Regions from separate parts of the Mus musculus genome. Here region 1 is linked to region 2. The links are chromatin contacts, called in public HiChIP or PLAC-seq maps. All regions are on one chromosome and are shown on one strand. The core of a region is the stretch at or near the end of the contact, and the rest is flanking DNA. Distances in the headings are between cores, read along the strand shown. Region 1 overlaps Six3os1 (SIX homeobox 3, opposite strand 1). Region 2 has its middle 150 kb from the start of Six3os1.

What was found. HiChIP or PLAC-seq counts read pairs in DNA pulled down with a chosen protein or histone mark.
Region 1: a contact with region 2 is called in an H3K4me3 HiChIP or PLAC-seq map of embryonic forebrain, with 4 times the contacts expected there. The contact joins two enhancer-like sites. A contact is called at or near these places in 3 of 39 promoter capture datasets (the HPC-7 cell line, epiblast stem cells and hippocampal neurons), 34 of 484 Hi-C or Micro-C datasets (LSK cells, Th1 cells, bone marrow-derived dendritic cells and 23 more), 19 of 115 datasets of contacts at active chromatin or transcription factors (SST interneurons, astrocytes, craniofacial prominence and 10 more) and 2 of 9 other capture datasets (embryonic stem cells and embryonic tail).

What each region holds. Positions count from the first base shown.
Region 1 is chr17:85,606,402-85,611,935 of GRCm38.p6, reverse strand. All of the region lies in intron 3 of Six3os1 (SIX homeobox 3, opposite strand 1), which reads left to right. Among named protein-coding and RNA genes, the nearest start is that of Six3os1, 9.2 kb to the left of the region's middle. Within about 2 kb of position 2,900, at least 23 of the 459 cell types and tissues checked have an H3K27ac peak or open chromatin away from gene starts, as enhancers often do. A contact at or near this core is called in embryonic forebrain and stem cell-derived cardiac mesoderm, where this site is marked.
Region 2 is chr17:85,461,202-85,466,325 of GRCm38.p6, reverse strand. No RefSeq gene overlaps it. Among named protein-coding and RNA genes, the nearest start is that of Six3os1, 150 kb to the left of the region's middle. Within about 2 kb of position 1,410, at least 31 of the 459 cell types and tissues checked have an H3K27ac peak or open chromatin away from gene starts, as enhancers often do. A contact at or near this core is called in embryonic forebrain and stem cell-derived cardiac mesoderm, where this site is marked.

The DNA.
Region 1 (5,534 bases), core at 1,651-4,150, 140 kb before region 2:
TGTACACCTTCTCTCCCCAACACAGATCCCTAAGGTCTCCTCTTCATCTGGCATGTGTGTTCACAGAAGGTACAGTGTGCGAGAACACACTTAGGAAATTTTAGGAACGCTAACCACAGTACTGGAGGAATAAAGATGTGTCGAAGGAATGGATGGAATGCATGAACACATACACCTTGTTGTCCAGATGCAGACAAAAGCTACCATGTCCGCTTGGAGTGACGCCCAGACACGCACAGAGATGTACAGGAAGCCAAGGAGAGTGGGATCCACCAGAGTACAGTACAAGTACAGAGTACAGTGCAAGATGCCCAGTGGCCCTGGAGAAAAACCTTCGTTGACTCTTCTGTATGGAAAGTTTCTGAAGAAAGGGCCAAGGAATGATCTGCCCCAGAGGCTGCCTTTAGGCTCCCATACCTGCTCTGTTTGGAGACACCCAGAAGAGGCCAGTACAGCAAAGACTCTTTTTGGTTTGGTTATTTCTGTTGCTTGTTGTCTTTTTTTCATCCTTTGCCTGGGAAATTGTGCTCTGGAATAGGGCTTGAGTAGACAGCACAGGCCTCCAGTAGATAACAAGAGATTCTCAATCTCCAATGAGGACATTCCGTTCTAAGGAAGCTTCCAGATAGGGGAAAGCCCTGTTTTGTCCCCCTTTTCTCCTCTGAGATCTGAAAAAATAGAAAGAAAAAAAAAGAAAAACAAAACAAATATAAAAACTATAGCCCAATCCCATGTACATCAAATAAATCCACAAGGAATATGCTAGATCAAGCTAAATTATGTATTTAACTCATTTTCTTTTGTGAGATACTGAGAAGTCTTCAACTTCCTCTATTCCAGGCAGGGATCGAGGACCTGGCCTGGCAGAGGTTCCACCACCAGGGTTTCCCACAGTGGTTCTGGGACTAGGCGTAAGGTGTCCTGACTTGTTTTCTCTGTCACCTCTTCTGGGGAACTGGGGAACTGTCCCAGACAATGGCTGCCCCAGTTCCCTCTAGAAGAGACAGCCCCCACCCCCAGAACCCGTTGCCCTCCAACCTCACCTCATTTTCTCTTGAGCTCATTCTCCGAGCTCTTAAAGTAGTAGGTGTGAGTCTTGGACCATTTCTTTAAAAGAAACAACTAAGGAAAGGGAGGGAGGGGAGGAGGGAGGAGGGGAGCGGGAAGGAGAGCTACCTCCTAGACTAACGCGTCCAGGAACCACTCTCTAAGGAGCAAAAGAGAGCCTGTGTTGTAAAGTAGAAGTGATCCCCCGACATTGCTGCAGGGCGCCTTGCAACAGATGTAACTGTCCACTGAAGAGACAGAGGGTGGGCATGGGGAAGATTTTTTTTCCTCCCTTTTGTGAACAGCTCTTACACTTTTCCAAGACACATTGAGTTCCTGGACATTTTTGTGAATTTGTTCTTGATTGTGTTTTGAACAATAAACTGTGAAAATCAACTTCAAGCCCACACAATCAGAATCTTTCTTGGGAGGGCAGGTTCTTTCAGCGCTGTTTTTCTCCAGGTCGCTTTTATCTTACCCCCAATGGGAGTCACCTGCTGATGCTCCTCGGGAGGAGACTGTAACTGAAAGACGGAAGTGAATGCAGACACAGCATCCTCTGAGCCAAACCGTTGCTTTGGTTCCTTCTAGCTTAGGATGCCGAACACTGGCTGGCTTTGAACACCCTCTACTTCGCTAAGAAGTTTAGAGCCTTTCTCACAACAAACCACAGCGTTTTAGAACTGGAAATGTTTCTTCTGATTTTCCAGTCTTAGGACAATTTTCGAACTCTAACTTAAAAAAAAATTTGTTTATGGGGGTTTAGCTAGAACACTTGTAGCATTCGCTTCTCAAGGAAAGATCAACTGTTTTCTCATAACCCCAACTGCTCCACACACTTCATAGGATATAATGTATTTTCTTTACTTATCCTTGTGCCTTCTGCCCAGGACATAGAACTAGGGGCAAAACTTTGGAGGTCTATGACCTCTTGATAGCACCTGTAATTGTTAGGCTTTTGTTCTTGTGCCTTGTAAATCTCTCATGTACGTCTATGAAAATATGCATTGCATGGGTGTGATCCTATCAAGTTGTCCACACTTTCTCAACAACCACTGATGAGTGAAACCATTTCTATTGCCCAGGGCAAAGGGCTAATCGCCTTGTGGGTCTAGAGTTGTCATAGGATAATATCCGGTGTGTGTGTGATATGACAGTTATTACTTTCAAGAATAAATTAAAATAACCAGATACCCCTTTAATACTTTCCTCAACAGCGTCAATGCTCTAGAGATGGGACCTCGCCTTCCAAGGTGTCTTCACTATCACAGGGCCCGGGCTCTCTGCCTCAGCCCAACCCTGGGCTTGCGCTCAGAGAGGAGGTATTCCGACGGAAAAAAATCCCATACATTTTTAACTACAGTGATTACTAAATTAATAGCAGGCACCAAGACAGATGTCAAAACGTCTTGAAAATGTTTATCTGTGAATAATTGAGAAGGTAGTGGGACGCATTATCTGATTGTGTAATGAAATATGTATGAGGAACAGCTGTTTGCAGCAGCCCCTTCCCCTTGCCGCCTTAGCCAGGGCCCTTCTCTCGCAAGCTTTCTTCTACTTTCTTCCACCTTTTTCTTCCTTCTACTTTCTAGTTCGCTCTCTTCTTCCTTAACTGCTCGCACGGCTTTGGCTGCAGTGAACCCAGAGTCGCCTGGTTCTCTGATGAAGGTTAGCCACAAGGTTTCCTCTAAGCCTTGCTGGATTGGCGTTCCGTAGTGGGATGAGGCTTCGTTGTCTGCTGTTCTGGCCATCGCGCCTTCCGGCCAGGCTGCCCGCTGGGTCTCCATGGAGTCTGCGGGAGAGCAGACGATGGAGCGGCGGCGGCGACAACGGTGGCTCGGAGCACCTGGTGTGCGCTGGCGGAGCTGCGCGGCCCGCTCAGAGTAGAGGCCCGGGAGCCCCGCGACTCAGCGGGGTGGGTCTAGGGTCACTGCGGGGTGACCGGGTTGGGGATAGGCCTTTGTTTCCCTCTCTGGCCACATTGCACACTTCCTTCCAGCCCCCAGCCAACCTCCAAGTCCCTGCGCCGTGGCCTTGTTTGTTTTTCCAGCCCGGAGCTTTCCACCCAGACGCACAAATAGCCCTCGTGGCTGTGTCAGCCGCCCTAGGCCGTGGCCCAGCTCAGGCCACAATCTAGCCTCCGCCTCGCCGCCAGCTCAGGTTCTGCAGGAAGCAGAGGGGACAGGAGGGCTCCGGGGTCTTCCTGGAGCCAGAGGACACAAAGATCATCGGGCAGGGGAGGTGGCCGGGAATGGTTTAGGACCTCAATGGGCTGTGAAGGCTCAAGGTCTGGGCTCAGACGGGCGCACGTGGCTCGAGTGGCGGTTCCTGTGCTTCGGACTCGGCCAAAGAGTGGGGACAATGGAGAGGATGGACTCCTTCTGAGACCCTTTCAAGCTTGGACCTTGAATGTCATGTCAGTCACATGTACAAACCCAGTGACCCCCCCCCCCCCCAGGTATGCTGTCCCCATCTCCGCTTGCAGGTCTCTTTGCAAGGCAATGGGACCGTGTCCCTGGCGCCGCGCTGTCTGTCGTCCCCAGCCGGACCACAAGCCTGCCCGCGGTGTCCACTTGTATAGTCCCCTGGCCGTTGGCCCTTCCTATCATCGGGAGCCCAGTGTCTCCTCCTCGGCGCCCCAGAAGGCTCACCTTCCAGCTTCTAGGCGCTCTGGTCCTTCCAGAACCACCGCCCCTGAGCGCTTGCAGAACGAGGGTCCAGCTTTGTGCTCCGCAGCATCGCAACGCCCCGCGTCTTCACAGGTTCCCTCTGTCTGCAGTAGAGATGCGCTTGGGCGTTATTTCTCAAGCATGGCCCATTTTACCTAATCCCTTACGTTTTTTATTTTAATCCTACACATTACAGTTCATCTGTAATGATACCGCTTCGGATGAACCTGTTGCATACGAGGCACTGCAATTTGTAACCCTGGAAACTGTTTTAAATAAAGATTATAACAGTGGTGTCAATTGTGTTTATTCCCTGCGCAGGGGGCTGCGTAGAGGATTCGGCAGTTTCTCGGCCACAAGGACGGAGTTTCCTAAGAAGGGAAAGAAGAGTGCGGGCAGAGAGGAGAGGTCCGAGGGGGAAAAGAGAGGCCTGAGGACGCTCTGGCGGCTCCAGTACCAAGCCTTGGTATCTTTGGGATTCTGGGGAGAGTGGAAGGGTTTACAAACTACACATAAATCGGTGAACTTGAACCACTGTGTATCCCGATTTTGCATTGAGCCGGGCCCTGCGCACCCGGAATGCTGAAGTGGCCAAGGGCAGAGAGGGGTGTATTTGCAACTCGTGGTTTCTTCGGTTAAACAAACCCCAACCCGTAGCCTCAGCAACAACAACAAAAACTGCAAGTGCAGGAAGCAAAATTAAACATAATTCCTTTTATTTATCTGTTGCATTTATATCATTAAAATATTTTTGGTTACGTTGTATAGAATAGCATCCACTCTGATTATTACCTGCCATATCGGCTGTATTCAACACAGCAAAATTAACAATTAAGAAAATAAAGGCACATCTTATATATTGTATCTGTCAAGATATGTTACAATTTCCATTAACAAAAAAAACCTATTCTTGTTGAAGAAGCTATGAAGTATATCTTTCATGAGCTCTTTATTAATAATCACGGTTGTCAAAAAGAGTTAGATATGCACAGATTGTAGCTGCAAAGGAAATATTAGATGCACAGAATAAAACGTAGAGTGGGATTGAGGCATAACTATTTTTCTTTTTAAAAAATTTTTTAGAGATGAAAAAAAAAACCTGAGCTATTAAGCTTACTTAAAAGATGGCTTTGTTGGTTTAATTATACTGTAGTTATTTTATAAATATGTTTCAAAGGAAGCTTGCCATATTGCATGTCAATGAAGGCTGTAAAGAAAAGCTCACAAAAGCTAATGCATACCAAATACCAAATTTTAGTCATTAGCATTCCTATTTATTACAAACTAAAAGAACCTATTAACAGATGAGAATTTGTATTTAGCTAGCATTACAATGTTTGGCCATTAAAATAAAAAGGGCAAAGTATATACATTATTTTTTTCCCCTTGGGACTATACATTATGTTCGCCTAGAAGCTCACAGGGAGACTAGGAGATGTTTCTGACTGGGAACAGGATTCTACAGTGGGAATAGGCCAGAGGGCCCACAACCCCTATTTTTGGTTATGGAGCTTAATGCTATTCATTTGGAAGCTGGAGCAGTTTAGAGCTGAAACCTTGCGTCACGCTGAGAGCTGAGCAGGAACCATAGCCCTTGAGGGGTCTTTTGTCTTTAATTTGTGTCATGAGCATATGCAAATTATTAATTGTTTCTCCTCTGGGTGAGAGAATGCCTAGCCATGGTGATGCTGCTTTTGTTTGGATGTTAAAATCCCCTTCAGTGCTCCCCAGACTTTGGTTCTCCCTTGCAGATTTCCTCGGTAGGAAATCCCACCGCTTCTGCTGTACAATAATTGTAGAAATACTCACATATAGATT
Region 2 (5,124 bases), core at 161-2,660:
GATGAGAGGTCCAGGAGGTTGCAGAGTAAAGACCCTGAAAACTGTCACTCGGTCACATCCAGTACTGGACTGAAGGGCAAACTGGCTGGACAGGAGGACTCTGGAGGCCCCTGGCTGCTTCGTTTCTCTCCCTGTACTTCAGGGTCTGCTGCTGGAGAGACAGAGAGAGTGTGCACTCAAAACAGGCTGGGTCAGGGCTGCAGCCTCTGCTCCTAAAAATAAAGCCCGAGAAGGAAGTGGAGGCTAATGTACCTGGAGGTGGAGCCATAGGTCAGGTGGGCAAAGCTTTTAAATGCACTATCTTCTGTGGTCCTCAGCGGGGGACAGCCCGGTGACATTCCCCCCAAGCTCAAGGAGAGGGCCACCATGAGCAGGCCGGCTGCAAATCTAGACAGCGGTGGCCTGAACAGCCTTTTCTAACCCTGTCTGACAGAAACATCAGGTCAGGTCTCTAAATTTCTCTTATTGGTAGATTTGGAACAACAAAACAGACTTTGACGAAGCAGAGTCCTTTTTCTGGAAGGCAGAGGTGACTTTGCACACAGCGCTCCAACCTTTTTTTTTTTTTTTAAACTCACTCAACGCAGTTGTTGTCACAGTAAACCTGGCCTAGGATCGCTAGGTGACATCGCCCACCGGGAAGGCAGAGGGGCTCTGAGTCCTACACAGGAGGCATTGCCAAGTCTGGCTGAGGGCTTGGGGGGACGCTGCCCGGAGGCTTTTCCTTGTGGCTCCAGACAAATTAAAAACCTCCTTACCAGCCATTCACTCGGAGGAGGCCTCTTCCTTGCTCCGCGGGGAGAGTGGGGGGCGGCTGTGTGGCAGGGGATCTGGATGGTGGGGGGGGGGGGGGAGGCTGGGCCTCCCGGGGCTGGCGAGGAGGGGGAGCCTCAAGAATGGAAAGGGGCCCTATCCAGAAGAGATTGGCAGGCAGGGAGCGGGGACAAAGTGCAACCAGGTCACTGGGGAAGAAAAAGAAATCGCCAAGTAAGGGAGTGGGGGAAAGTTCCACTTCCAGCCTCATTATGGAAGAGGTCTGAGCAGAGAGAGGCGGGAGAGCCCGGAGCAGAGAGAAAGGGCAAGTGGAACTGTAGGCAGAGCAGAGCGAGGTTCTTAGGGTGCGCAGGCAGGACAAGGCTGCACCTCCTCCAACGGATCCCCATCCTGAGACCTGGAAGCACACCTGCCCAGTCACTCCCGAAGAGGGGGAACAAAATGTCCCATTAAGGGTGGGACGAATTGATTTTCCAAAGAAGCAAGGCACCATTTCCTCCCAATGCCCTCTCCAGGCCTCCTTAATCTGCCCCGGAGGCAGCAGGTGACCTCTGCGCAGGCCCCCGAGGCGCCTTTGTTCCCGGACTTCTGCGGCCCGCCTGTCGCCGCCTGCACCTGCGCGGCCCGGGCTCGGGTCCACCCTCGGCCGCTCGCTCGCGGGATGCACCGAGCATGCCTTTGTACCCCGAAAGCCACAGCTCCTCGGCCCGCCTGCTTTGGGCTCGACAGCCACTAATGGAAATCTGTTCCCAAGAGGGATATAGGGGAGTATACTCCCCACCCCGCCAAGTTCATCTGGGAAGACCAGTTTGGGACCCAGGCTACCAGGGCGGGCTACAGCCTCTGTCCTTTTGGGCCCATGGTCCCCAGATGCGTCCTGCTGACTTTTAATCCAATCCCTCTGAGGTTTGCTAATTTAATTGTGCAATGGGCACACCTGAGACATTCCCTTCACTCTCATTAGGACATTTCTTAGCTAAAGCGGAAGACAAATGAGCGTAGTAAGACAGGGAATTCAGGGAAAGCTTTTGCCATCGTTGGAACATCCGAGCAAGCAGAAGAAAAGGAGGGGTGGCGGGGCCTCCAGGTTGGAGACAGGCAAGGAGATCTCAAGTTCTTGCTAAGTGAGCCTGTGCTAGGCATTTAGCCTCCGTACATTAAATACCCAGGTTTTAAAGGAGTGGGTCTCCAAACATTTATTATTCATAGTAGCAGGACAGCCAGTAAGCCACTATGTGGAAACTAAAAGACTTCCCGTGCTAAAGGTTAATAAAGGCGTAATTTGAATCATGAAATCTTTATGTGTCCGCTCAATTTACACAGAAGGCTCATTAAAGAGGTTGTTGGTACCAGAGGCTGCGGGTGACGTCACAACGGGCATTTAAATGGGCGGGGCCAGGCCGCTCTGCATGGAATCCTTTAAAAATATAAAAGCCTTCCTCTTTCCTTCTCTGTCTCTCCAGCCGTAACAACTTCACCAACTGTCTAGGTTCCACCCGGAGGATTTCACAGAGAGAACACGTTAGAGGGAATCAGGAAGCAGAGAAAAGGTCACAAAATAAGCACTTGGGGAACAATGAAAGCTTTTCTCTCAGCAGCAGTGGGAGAGTTGCTAGAAAAACGGGAAAGGTATTAATCAGAAGTGGCTATAAACCCTCTGGAGTTTTGCTCTTATAAAACTCCTCAGAAAAAGTCTTGAAGGAAATGCAGGTCAAAGCCCAAAAAAGCTCTTGATCAGAGATTGCTGGAGGAAAAATCTTCCCAGCCGCCGTTTAATAGGCAGCAATCGCCCCAGGAGTGAGGAAGCCAAGTAGGCTTGAGGCATGGTTGCAATTCCTAATAGGTCTTGTCACACTTAAGGCGCTGCAAGCTCCATCCGACGAACAGCTGAAGCTCGCTGGCGATTCATAAAGCCAACAGTTTAAAGTTTATTATGATGAAAGCACTTAATGACAGCCATCGCTAGGGGCCCATCATTTATAAAGCTGCGCAGAGTATTAGGCATGTAGCATGACCACCAATTTTATGTCACAATTGCTACCATAAAATGACCTTTGGTGATTTTTGCTGCATGTGGTGGACAGCTCTTCCTTCACATTAGTGCTCTGTGGCTTTCTTTGCAGACTATTATGCTGTCTAAAGCTTATTTGGCACTGTCGTGAGCCTCAACCCTGGCTATTACCCCGAAGGCCTGTCTTAAAAAAAAAAAAAAAAAAAACCACACACACACACACACACACACACACACACAAAACCCTCATGCTCTATTACGCCACTCCAATAATTTGCAGTTCTTACCAACCTTGGGTCGTGTAATATTTTAATGCAAATATGCTTTACCATTGCATTTTATTTATTTATTTTTCAAGTTCCTCATGTGTGTGCTGGCTAATGAACAACGTTCTCTTGTAGTTCACTGAAATCAGTCTTCTTCCCTGGTCAGGTCTACTGATTGGGTACTGTTTATTCTGACCAGTTAAAACAGTGCTGGAAGAAGAAAAAGGGTGGGTGGGGGGAGAATTAAACTTTTTTTTTAATCCCACGTATGATGAACCTACCTCAAGCAAACCCACCAGTCCAAATTTATTTCCCTGTTCCCCAGGCCAATGCAAATTCCCATCTTAGTGACATTATTTAATTAGGCCTCCATTTGCCACCCTGCTTTTTCTAGTTAGAGAGTGTTTGAATACATGGCCACTTTACTGCTCCCACGTAAACTGCCGTTGAGAAAGTGGCCTGTCCATGCTACCTTTAAATTGTGTATATAATTTTATAAATGATATAAAATCTGCTTCTAGTCTCTGTGGGGGAAAAAAAGAACTTCAAGGCTGGCACACTGCAATTTTGGAAGGATTTAAAATCTGTGATTTCTGCCGGTACCTACTGTATTGGGTTTTATATAAAGCTTTTTCAATAAGGTAAATTGTTACATGACAAACTCATCTCCCAGCATTATCATCTGCTGTTTGTGTTTAACAACAGGAGTCCCGCTCTAACAAAACTGTTGTAATGGTTGCACAAATTACTCAGCTGAAAGCTTTTCACCAAACAAAACAGTATTAATCAGCAGTTCTTATGAAGGTGCTAATTAAAAACAATTTTCTTCCTCAGTTTGCAATACTAAAGCCATCTTCACTTGCACAGTTTCCAATAGAGAGCTACTGTATTCGCTCATACTGCAGCCCTCCATTAACTATTGAATCGCCTATTAGCCATTTTATTACATTTCTGTTTACAAGCTTGTTGACATTTTAAAAGTCACAGTATGATCTGTTTTATCTATTAAAAAATGTATTAATTGAAAAGTCAGGGAGACTAAATAAATAAATAAACAAACAAACACAGATTCCAAATACACAGGCTTTCTGAGCCGGAGACACAGAAACCCTTCAGCCACAGCCTGGGTAGCTGGCAAGCTGGATAAAATGGACTCTAAGAATTCAAAGTGGTCTTTCAGGCCTGATGGTGTGTCAGACAACACTGGGCTGGGCTCCTTCACAACTGAGAAACATTCCGCTCAGGAAAATGTATTTGCTCTGGCTAAAGTCAGGGTGCCTTTCAAACTGCCTTTCCTCTGTGAGATACACTCAGTGTAATGATGATATCTTTGCATCCTGAAGACAGGGTGTTTGATCCATGGAGAACAACCCAGAGACAGAAGCTGGGGCCAAGCAGCCTAATTGTCCCCAGAGACTGGTGTGTATGCCTATGTTCAGTGGGACTCTCTTGACCATGTGGGCATCTGGCCCCTCCCCCAAAGTCCAACGAAAGGGTTTGCCACACAATGCTTCCCAATTGTCTGACATTGATTGGAACCAAATCAAACGCTGACTAAGCACAAAGCCAAAATCTACAGAAGCTGGGCTGGAGGAAGGAGTCAGTCCCCACCTAGCAAGACAAAAACAGTGATGCCCACTTATCCCTTAGAAAAAGGCGTGCCCTACTCTGGCAGTGGGGAGAAGAAAACAAACAAACAAACAAACAAACAAACACAACACAACACAACACAACAAAACCCCAAAATACAACTACCACTATTGCATTAACCAGGTTCTTCAATTGTCAAAGGTGCATAACCAGTTAGGATAGACACCTGGCTGTTGGAACAGGGCCCCAGAGGGCCACTAATCCTTCCTTTCACTCAGTTAACTGCTGGATCCCCTAAACTAAATTCAACAGGTATGCAGTGGTAAATTCTGCCTATACTGAAGCCAAAGGGAAAATCAGCAGGGGCGGCAGCTCTTCTCTGAAAACACCCGAGGAACCAGCCAGAAAAGCTTTTATGGCCCCGACAAGTTTTCTGCTGAATACTGAGCACCTAAATTACCCTTCCCTAATGGAAGTTACATT